3 separate regions of the Sus scrofa genome follow, and all the other regions are linked to region 2. The links are chromatin contacts, called in public HiChIP or PLAC-seq maps. All regions are on one chromosome and are shown on one strand. Each heading gives the region's core, a stretch centred on a gene start, on an enhancer-like site or on the middle of the called end of the contact. The rest is flanking DNA. Distances are from core to core; before and after follow the strand shown. Region 1 holds the start of ARL4C (ADP ribosylation factor like GTPase 4C). Region 2 has its middle 150 kb from the start of ARL4C. Region 3 has its middle 48 kb from the start of ARL4C.

What was found. HiChIP or PLAC-seq counts read pairs in DNA pulled down with a chosen protein or histone mark.
Region 1: a contact with region 2 is called in an H3K27ac HiChIP or PLAC-seq map of alveolar macrophages. The contact joins the promoter of ARL4C here to the enhancer-like site in region 2. A contact is called at or near these places in 1 of 5 promoter capture datasets (liver), 29 of 47 Hi-C or Micro-C datasets (alveolar macrophages, blood, brain and 14 more) and 2 of 2 datasets of contacts at active chromatin or transcription factors (alveolar macrophages and skeletal muscle).
Region 3: a contact with region 2 is called in an H3K27ac HiChIP or PLAC-seq map of alveolar macrophages. The contact joins two enhancer-like sites. A contact is called at or near these places in 1 of 47 Hi-C or Micro-C datasets (embryonic fibroblasts) and 1 of 2 datasets of contacts at active chromatin or transcription factors (alveolar macrophages).

The regions. Positions count from the first base shown.
Region 1 is chr15:134,620,679-134,623,654 of Sscrofa11.1, reverse strand. ARL4C (ADP ribosylation factor like GTPase 4C) reads left to right here and starts at 1,444. Exons shown (of 1, transcript NM_001244315.1): 1 at 1,444-2,976. The coding sequence starts at 1,664. The coding sequence ends at 2,242.
Region 2 is chr15:134,466,436-134,469,618 of Sscrofa11.1, reverse strand. No RefSeq gene overlaps it. Among named protein-coding and RNA genes, the nearest start is that of ARL4C, 150 kb to the left of the region's middle. Within about 2 kb of position 1,293, at least 24 of the 83 cell types and tissues checked have an H3K27ac peak or open chromatin away from gene starts, as enhancers often do. A contact at or near this core is called in alveolar macrophages, liver, mesenteric adipose tissue and 3 more, where this site is marked.
Region 3 is chr15:134,668,491-134,671,334 of Sscrofa11.1, reverse strand. No RefSeq gene overlaps it. Among named protein-coding and RNA genes, the nearest start is that of ARL4C, 48 kb to the right of the region's middle. Within about 2 kb of position 1,499, at least 9 of the 83 cell types and tissues checked have an H3K27ac peak or open chromatin away from gene starts, as enhancers often do. A contact at or near this core is called in alveolar macrophages, where this site is marked.

The DNA of each region.
Region 1 (2,976 bases), core at 195-2,694, 150 kb before region 2:
GTTGGCTTGTCACCTGGAGAGGATGAACCTTTGTTACCTGTTTACAAACCAGAGTAAGACCACTGAATTGGAGAAGGGGAGGTGGAAACCAGGGACCCCACCCACACCAGTGTGTTACCTGCAGTGCCACCCACCCCAAACTACTGACATGTTTTGTTCCAGGCCCGTGTGTCTGGAGGGCCAGGTGCAGCAGGAGTGTTTCAACTGTGGGCAGGTGGTTCTCAGTTCTCAAAGTCGGGTGGTAGAGGGTGCTCTCCTGAGATGCACCCCTTGACCCGGGATGTCAGCAGAGTCGTGGAAACAAAAATAAGGCAGCCAGAAAGGGGCTCCCTGGGACTGGTGAGTTGTTCGTTGCCGGTGTTTTCTGGGGCAGGCAGGTCAGATGTGTCCGTCGCCGTCGCCAGGGAGGAAAGGCTAGGCCTCCAGGGTGCCCTGGGCACAGGCCTGGGCCCGAGTGCAGCAGTGACCCGGTGGAGCCTCCTTGGAGCTCCAGCAGGGAATCGAGCCAGGGCATCAGAGAGGGCCAGGGTCCAGGGCACCGCAAAGGGCGCGAGAGTGGAAACAAGCCCGAGCTGGCTCCCTGCGGCCAGGGCTGGCCTTTCCCCCCTCCTGGGAGTAGGGGGACCCGACCCACCTCCCTCACTCCCCAGCCAGGCACTCTCAGCCCCACCCCGGCTGCCCCCCAACTCCTCGGCTGAGCTGTCCCGGCCCGCTTCCCCTGGACTCCAGGTTGCGCCAAAGCCCGCAGAGCCCGGACCCCCGAACCCACTTCCCTAAGCCGGCTGCACCGCCCACGGCTACAGTCCCGCCAGCAGTCCGCCCGCCTGGGCTGGGGGGGCGGGAATTCCGGGAGCCGGGAGCTATTTTTACAAGATGCGTCAGCAGACCGGGGAGGAAGAGCGGGCTCTGGGGCCCATTGTCTGGGCGCGGCGCGGGAGGGGACTCCGAGGGCGATTCCGAAAGCGCGGAAGGCGGGAAAGCGGCCCGCCAGGCGGGGAGGTCCACGCCCGACCCCCGGCCGCGCGAGGGGCGGGGCGGGGGCGGGGCCGAGGGGCGGGGCGGGGGCGGGGCCCGCGAGGGGCGGAGCTGGGCGCCCTCCCGCCGCTGCAGGCTTGCGGCGGCGGCGGCGGCGGCGGCGGCGGCGGCGCGGGGACTGCGGGGACAGCAAGGCGGCCGCGCCGGCAGCTACGCCCGGGGAAGCCCGCGCCCCGCCTGCGCCTGTGAGGCGCGCCCGGGAGCGGGAGCGGCCCCGCGGCGCCGCCCAGGTCGAAGCGCTCGCCGGACGCCCGGAGCCCGGAGCCGGCAGCCGCGGAGATCCCCGGCAGCGGCCGGAGCGCGGGGGCGCGGCCGAAGGAAGCCGCAGAGCGAGCCGGGGCCGGGGGAGGGCGCTGGGCGCGAGCATCCCGTGCTGCGGGAGCGGAGGCGGCTTCGAGAAAGACAAAAGCCCGCCGAGAGACGCGATGCCCGGCGGGCCCGGGCGCGGGGACCGCGGCGTCTGAGCGCGCAGAGTCGTGCGCCCCGCGGACGCCGAGGCCAGGCGGGTGTCCGCGGCGGAGGGCGGCAGGAGGGGCCCAGGTGCGCCCGGCCGCGTCGGGCCCGTAACTACTCGGGGGGCGGCGCCCTCCCGCCGCAGCCGCAGTGGCCAGCGCCGCAGCGAGGAGCCATGGGCAACATCTCCTCCAACATCTCGGCTTTCCAGTCCCTGCACATCGTCATGCTGGGCTTGGACTCGGCCGGCAAGACCACTGTGCTCTACCGGCTCAAGTTCAACGAGTTCGTGAACACGGTGCCCACCATCGGCTTCAACACGGAGAAGATCAAGCTGAGCAACGGCACGGCCAAGGGCATCAGCTGCCACTTCTGGGACGTGGGCGGCCAGGAGAAGCTGCGGCCGCTGTGGAAGTCGTACAGCCGCTGCACGGACGGCATCATCTACGTGGTGGACTCGGTGGACGTGGACCGGCTGGAGGAAGCCAAGACGGAGCTGCACAAGGTGACCAAGTTCGCCGAGAACCAGGGCACGCCGCTGCTGGTCATCGCCAACAAGCAGGACCTGCCCAAGTCGCTGCCCGTGGCCGAGATCGAGAAGCAGCTGGCGCTGCACGAGCTCATCCCGGCCACCACCTACCACGTCCAGCCGGCGTGCGCCATCATTGGCGAGGGCCTCACCGAGGGCATGGACAAGCTCTATGAGATGATCCTGAAACGCAGGAAGTCCCTCAAGCAGAAGAAGAAGCGGTAATGCGCCCGGCAGCGTTCCCGGAGCGAGGGGGAAAGCGAGCGAGTGAGTCGGGAATGAATGAATGAAAGGCTGGATGGTTGAGCGAGAACCCGCGCGCCCGCGAACAAAGACAGCGAACCAAAGCGACGCTTCCAATTTTTAAAGCGGAATCTGTGCACCCAAATGCAGGACTAGTGACTTGGCCCGGGTATGTAGGCAGACTTGCCAACCTGCGCTCGACCTGCCCCCCACCCCCGGCTCGGGGGACCTTTTGTCTGAACGCCAGAGCTTCTGCTGGGGAGGGGGGCCCCTCTGGGGAGTGGACGTGCAGGTTTGGCCATCCGCCCTCCGGGCCCAGGTGGAAGGCTCAGATGGCAGAGACAAAAAGCGATTTCTTCCCACTCCAGCAGGGCCAGAAGTTCGGGCTACCCCGCCCTCACTGGGGATCGCACCTGTGAGTTACCAGAGGTATGCCGCTCCCATAACCCCGGGAATCCCATTTGGGGGCCTGGTGGCAGTGGGAGGTGCTGGGGGGACCGCCTGTCCTTGCAGTCATGGGCTGTGAAAGCTGGAGAATTTTCTGTCACAGGGGCAGGCCCCTGTGAAAATCCATTTGTCCTGCTCTGGGCCCCCAGTGAAGTGGTGGCTTGGGCCATCAGAGGACTGCCTGGAACAGGAGGGCAGCCGGAAGGCCCCCGGCGCTGCGCTGGCCTCGGCTGGGGAATGGCCTCGAAGAATGCCCCTTTCCTGGTGCT
Region 2 (3,183 bases), core at 44-2,543:
TCCAGGGGACCCTCTTCTTCATGTTAAAGCCCTGGCAGCTGCCTCTGCAGCAGAAACGACGACAACACCAGACCCTAAAAGCACAGCCGCTGGAGAGTCTGCCTCTTTGGACTTTGCAGGATGACTTCCAGGGGCATGTCCAACTGAAGCCCTCGATGCTGTGCCGGGCGCTTCACAGACTTCCTGCCTGGGCTCATGAGGGAAAGTATCTATCAAAAAATTGTTTAAATAATTGTTCAATTATTTAAGTTAATTGTTTAAATTTCCCCGTCCAAGTGAAGCAGCATCCACTGATGCCCAGAAGGTAGCTCCTGTTCTTCCTGAAACCAGGAAGATGAACTTTGGTACCCAAATCCCCGCTATGCATCTAACAGTTCAGGAGCCATAGACCAGCTTGGGGCCCTCTTGATGCAGGAAAGCCACCCTTGACAGAGAGGCGTTGGGTGTCAGGACACATGGTGGTTTTGTGTCTGGTGGGGAACCTGGCTTCCTAGTCTGTAGAGCCTTTGACAGGGCATGGCCTGTGCAATCAGGGTGTGGCTTTGCTGGGCTCCTAGCATCGCCGAGACCACCAGGGACCTGGGGGTGGGGGAGGGGGAGAGGTGGTGCTTTGAGGCTGAGCTTCTGTTGCTGTGGCTGTTCAGCAGTTTCCTCTTCTTCAGAAATGTCATGACTGACTTCGAAGGAAACTAGGGGGAAGGTCAACAAACTATTGGGAAATCAAATCACAGCCACAGCCGGCAGGACACTGTGGATGGAGTTTCTGCCAGGATGTTGCGTGCATGTGTGTGCATCTGAACACTATGTGTGTTTGTGTGTGTGTGTCTGTGTTGGAGAGGTGTAGGTTACCTTTGTATGAACGCGTGTGCCTGTGTGTGGGTAGGCTCATTTGTGTATCTGACTCTGCATGTGTGTGTGTGTGTGTGTGTGTGTGTGTGTAACAGGGTGTGTGTCTCCATGTGCCCCTGCAGATGAAGATGTATGGAGAGGCTGAGTGTGTGGTGGGCAGGGTGGGGTCAGAAGTCAAGAGAACCATAAAGAAAATTGCTGGGCAGAGGCTGAAGCCACAACTGGAAATTAGAGCAGCGTGGGCCCAGGATTAGGAGGCCAGATTCCAAAGCAAAAAGTGTCTTCGTTTTCTTGCTGTGACATTTGCTGGAAACCACAGCCCTGGCTCCAGCCTCACATGGCCAGCGTGCTCCTCTTTCTCCTGAGGAAGTGAAAGGAGGTGCCGTTTCAGCTCTGATCTGCTTGCCCAAGTGCCTCGTCAGCTGGACTCCCCACGCGAGGCCTCGGGGCCCCGACTTCCCCTTTCTCCAAAGTCTCAGTGTCTTTCTGATGTAAGATTTAACCTCTGTGGTCAGAGTGCACTCACAATGGCAGAGCCTCTGGCTCAGATGTATCATGGCTTTGGATTTACAACAGGTTGGAAGCCTTTGGGAAGTCGCCAGCCAAGGCAGTCCTTGTTGTCTGGACAAGTGTGAGTGTGTGTGTGTGTGTGTGTGTGTGTGTGTGTGTGTGTGTAGAAGAGGGAAAAAAACAGAGGGACGTAGATGGGATTAACTTTCAAGAGACAGGCAGAAGGGTGAAGAAACGACAGACATTCCACATTACTAAAAATCTTCCTGCTGCCATCTTTGCCTGCTTCTTTTTTAGGTCAAGAGCTTGGGGTCCAGGGTGTCTTTTTCACACATAGAGAAAGATTGGTGTATCTGCTACCTTCTGCCATGAAAAGACAACGCAAATATCATGCCAAAACACAGTGTTTTATTTACCATCCCACTAATTTATTTTATTAAATCATCTTATTGTCAACAGGCTTGACCCAATCACAAGTGTCCTTGCAGGAGGCTGGGACCTTCCTGGAGACAGAAGGAGATGGTTGGACAGGAAGGAGGCCTTATGCTGGTTTTGGAGATGGAGGGGCTGCATGACAAGAAATGTGGGGCAGCCTCCAGGGGCTGAGAAGGACCCTTGGCTGACAGTCCACAACAAACAGGGACCTCAATCCCCACAACTCCAAGAAATTGAATTCTGCCACCAACCTGAATGAGCTTGCAAGGAGGTTCTCCTCCAGAACTACCTGGAATGAACGTAGGCTGGTGGCCACCCTGATTTCAGTCTGGTGAGGCCCTGAGCAGAGAAACCAGCTGAGCCCTGCCTGGTTTCTGACCTACAGAACAATGAGCCATGAACGGGTTTTGTCTCAAGCAGCTAAGTTAGTGGTGTTTATTACACAGCAGGAGGATACTCACTCTTTTTACTTTCTTTGAAGGAGAAAGGAGAAATTCAGAAGGAAGATAACCACACATTAATATCTCACTAAAGTAGCCTGCCACACCTGCCCTGGTACTTGGTCTTCCACAGGGGAGAGAAATTGCCTAAACTACTACATCTTCACCACCAATGAGTTTTATAATTTTATTTTAATGGTTGACAAGTGCATACAGTGTCAGAGAGGAGAACCATAAAGACCTAGAAATAATTGATGTTGGAGTGAACATCCTTGTCAATACCTGTAATTACTCCTTAGGTCATAGCCCTATGAATAGAATAAAACAAAAGCCCAATTTAGATCATTTATTCATAGCTTTCCAATAGAGATCCCAAGCACCATGCAGAATACTCCACACCCCTGCCAACATAAGTTTTGGCTGACTTTTTGTTTAAGTGAGATTTGCATTGAAGTGTGGCATTGTATTAATTTCCAAGGGGTGTGGTAGGCAGCAAAGAGCTACAGCCAGATGTGAATCCCCTCACAGTTCTTGAGGCTGGAGGTCTGAAACCAAGGTGTTGGCAGGGCCATTCTCCCTCCAAAAGCTCTAGGGGAAGATCCTTTCTTGGGGTGCAAGAAATTTTCCTCTCCCTTCCAGGTTCTTCAGGTTGGTTTAAGCCTTAAATTGACAGGAGACAGATCAACAGGAGAAAAGCAAACAAAAGTTAATAACACATGTAAGTGGGAGAGGCCCAGGAAAATGCAGTCACTCACCAAAGTGCTCCAAGCCCTCACCTAAACACCATCTTTAGCTGAAGACAAAGGAAGAGGTTGGAGTGGTGACTGGGGAAAGCGATTCTCACAGAGATGGCAAAGCGAATGTTTGCCAGGCCAGCTGAAGACAATGGGACCCAGCCTGGACTCTGATCTCTAGGCCCTGTTTCCCCTAGCAACACCCAGCCCATATT
Region 3 (2,844 bases), core at 250-2,749, 200 kb before region 2:
CCTAAGAAGTAGGAACTCTTATTCTATTTTTTTTTTACCTTTTTTTTTTTTCTTTTCTTTTCAGGGCCACACCCACAGCATATGGAAGTTCCCAGGCTAGGGGTCGAATTGGAGCTGTAACTGCCAGCCTACACCACAGCCACAGCAACACTGGATCTGAGCCACGTCTGCGGCCTAGACCACAGCTCACGGCAACGCCACATCCTTAACCTGCTGAAGAGCCGGAGGAACCCATATCCTTAGGGATACCAGTCGGGTTGTTCCCACTGAGCCGCAGTGGGAACTCCATCTTAGGCTAATTTTAAAGGAGGGAGGAACCCTTGACCTCTGGGGAGAATGAGGATTGGCCCAAGGTGGCAGTGCTGGTGAATTCGGGGTTCAGACTGAGACTCTGGTACCCAAACTCATGCTCACAAGCCCTGAAAATCAGACCGTGAGGTCTGGGGAAAAGTTCACCACAACTAATGCCCCAGAGCCCAGGATTGCTCCCACAGTAGGGCAGTTTTCTCCGAGGGTTCTCGGGAGTCCTAAGAAGGGAGTCCATTCCAGGGGAAATGGAAACGAGGCCTCCATCATCCAGGAAGCACTGAGGGAGGCTGGGAACCCCCAGGAGCTAAGAGAGAAAATGGAACAGATTCTCCTTCAGAGCCTCCAGGAGGAAGCCACCCGGCTGACACCTTGATTTGGGACTTGTAGCCTCCAGAGCCCCGGGAGAATGAATCCCCACTGTTTTAAGCCATCTAGCCTGTGACAGTTAGGAAGCAAGTGCACCTGTTTAGCCCTTTACATGCTGACTATTTGGAGTTGCTGTGGTGAAGGATGAAGAGAGATGAAGAAGGAAAAAGGAGAAAAGTCTTTTCAGGCCTCACCGAGGACCCGCCGAGATGGGACACTAGACCCTGGTGTTGGCCTGAGTGGCCTTGGTGAAGGGCTTTTCCACCTCCAGCTGTTCCTAAGTGGGCAGCCAGCCTGGAGGACACAGGTGCTTGGAATGTGGGCAAGCCTGCGGCACTCACTCAGGGGCTTCCTGTAAGACCTTAACCTGGCTTGGAAGCCTCCAGAAGCTTTCCTACAGGGCTGATCATGCTCCACGGTGGGGTCGCCTTTGAGGGAATTCCCACCTCCTTTTAAGAAGCCAGTCAGGGAGTCTGGGTTCAGAAGAAGAAAAGTCTTAGCAAAGGGAGGCAGGGTCCAGAGATGCCAAAAGGCTCCCTGAGCCTGTTCAGAGGAATCCCTGTCCTATCCGCTCCCAAGGACTACCCTCATGGGGACTCCCAGGTGTCCTAAGCCCAGCGCCTCTCCCCGCCACCGCCATGCTGGGGCGCCCCTCACAGTGAGCTCGGGCCCTCGCCAAGGTGGCCGGCCGTGCATGGGTTTTGACTCGGGCTTCTGATGGTTCTGGGCATTTCGAGTCACTTCCATTTCTGACGGAGGCCAACTCAGCATCAGCTGATGCAAGAGTTTTGCAACTGAGTCACTTTGCTGTTCTTTTTTCAGTCCAAACAGTCTCACAGTAACTCTATTAATACATGTGACAGCACACACACACCACAACGCTCCTTCTCCTTTGTGTGAACTTAGGTGGACAGGAGACCAGGGGCCAGGCAGCAAAGCCACGACCTAGGTGTCTGGCCAAGCGGGGGACTTGGGCTGCGGAGGCCACCTGCCCTCCTGTGACTGACGGTTCATGACAGCTGAGTCCTCTGGCAGAGCCGGCCCCTGAACAGGTCTACTCCTAGGCGTTTCTCAACTTCCTTGTCCAGAGACAGAAAGCAAATACGGCAAGAAGGATTAGGGTTTGTTCACAAAGATTTTTAACATCAAATAAATTGATTTCCCGTTGCCTAGATAAAAGGGAGAAGATATCATCAGGATCTTAGTTACTTAGTTACAGTTTATTTTACTTTTTATTTTATTTTATTGTTTTGGCCATGCCCATAGCATGCGGAAATTCCAAGGCCAGGGATCCAACCTGCGCCACAGCGGTGACAATGCCAGATCCTTCAACTGCTGAGCCACCAGGGAACTCCAATTATAATTATTTTCTGTAAAATTATATCTATGTCATCCAAATAGTTTGCTTTAAAATATAATGTCATTCAGCCTTGGATACTTTCTCAGTGAATTCTGAGATCAGTGGAAAATAAATACCTTCAGGTATTTGTAGATACATATTGGAGTTGCATTTTATTTTTACTTAACAGTTTTATTAGCATTTTTCCATGTAAGTAAAAAAGAAACGTCATGAGAGATCTTAAATAGTATCCGTTTCCTGGTTGTTCCATTTGCTCCCCTTCCTCTTTTTGGGGCGAGGGGATGGCTGTCATGGTTTCGGCTATTCACGTCATCTATTTATTTCACAAACATCGAACCCCAGCTCTGCCCCTGGCACCTCGCTCAGACTGGTGATTTGGTGGTGAGCAAAACACACACACACACACACACACACACACACGAGTGCACCCACGCAGTGTCGGGAACTGCAGTAACTCCGGTGAAGGAGACGCACGGTGGGGGTCGGCATTTAATTGTTGGGAAGGGGGTCGGGGAGACGTCTTCTCTAAAGCAGGGATACAGAGCTGGGCTGTCAGGAAGGAGTGAGGTGTCTGCGTGTGTATGTGTGTGTGTGTGTTGAATGAATAAGTGGGAAAGATGGGAGGGAGAGAAGGTTGGGGACAAGATCAGGGGACGCTCTTGCCCAGACTGAGTTGAGGTCCCTGGAAGCAGCCTCCTGGCCACATCGGGAAGGATGTTAGAGGTATGGTCTGTGCAGGGCAGGTGCGAGGGCTGCTGGACGGCGTGGAGGATGGAGGACCTTCCTGCCCAATTCAATCTTCCCCCTTT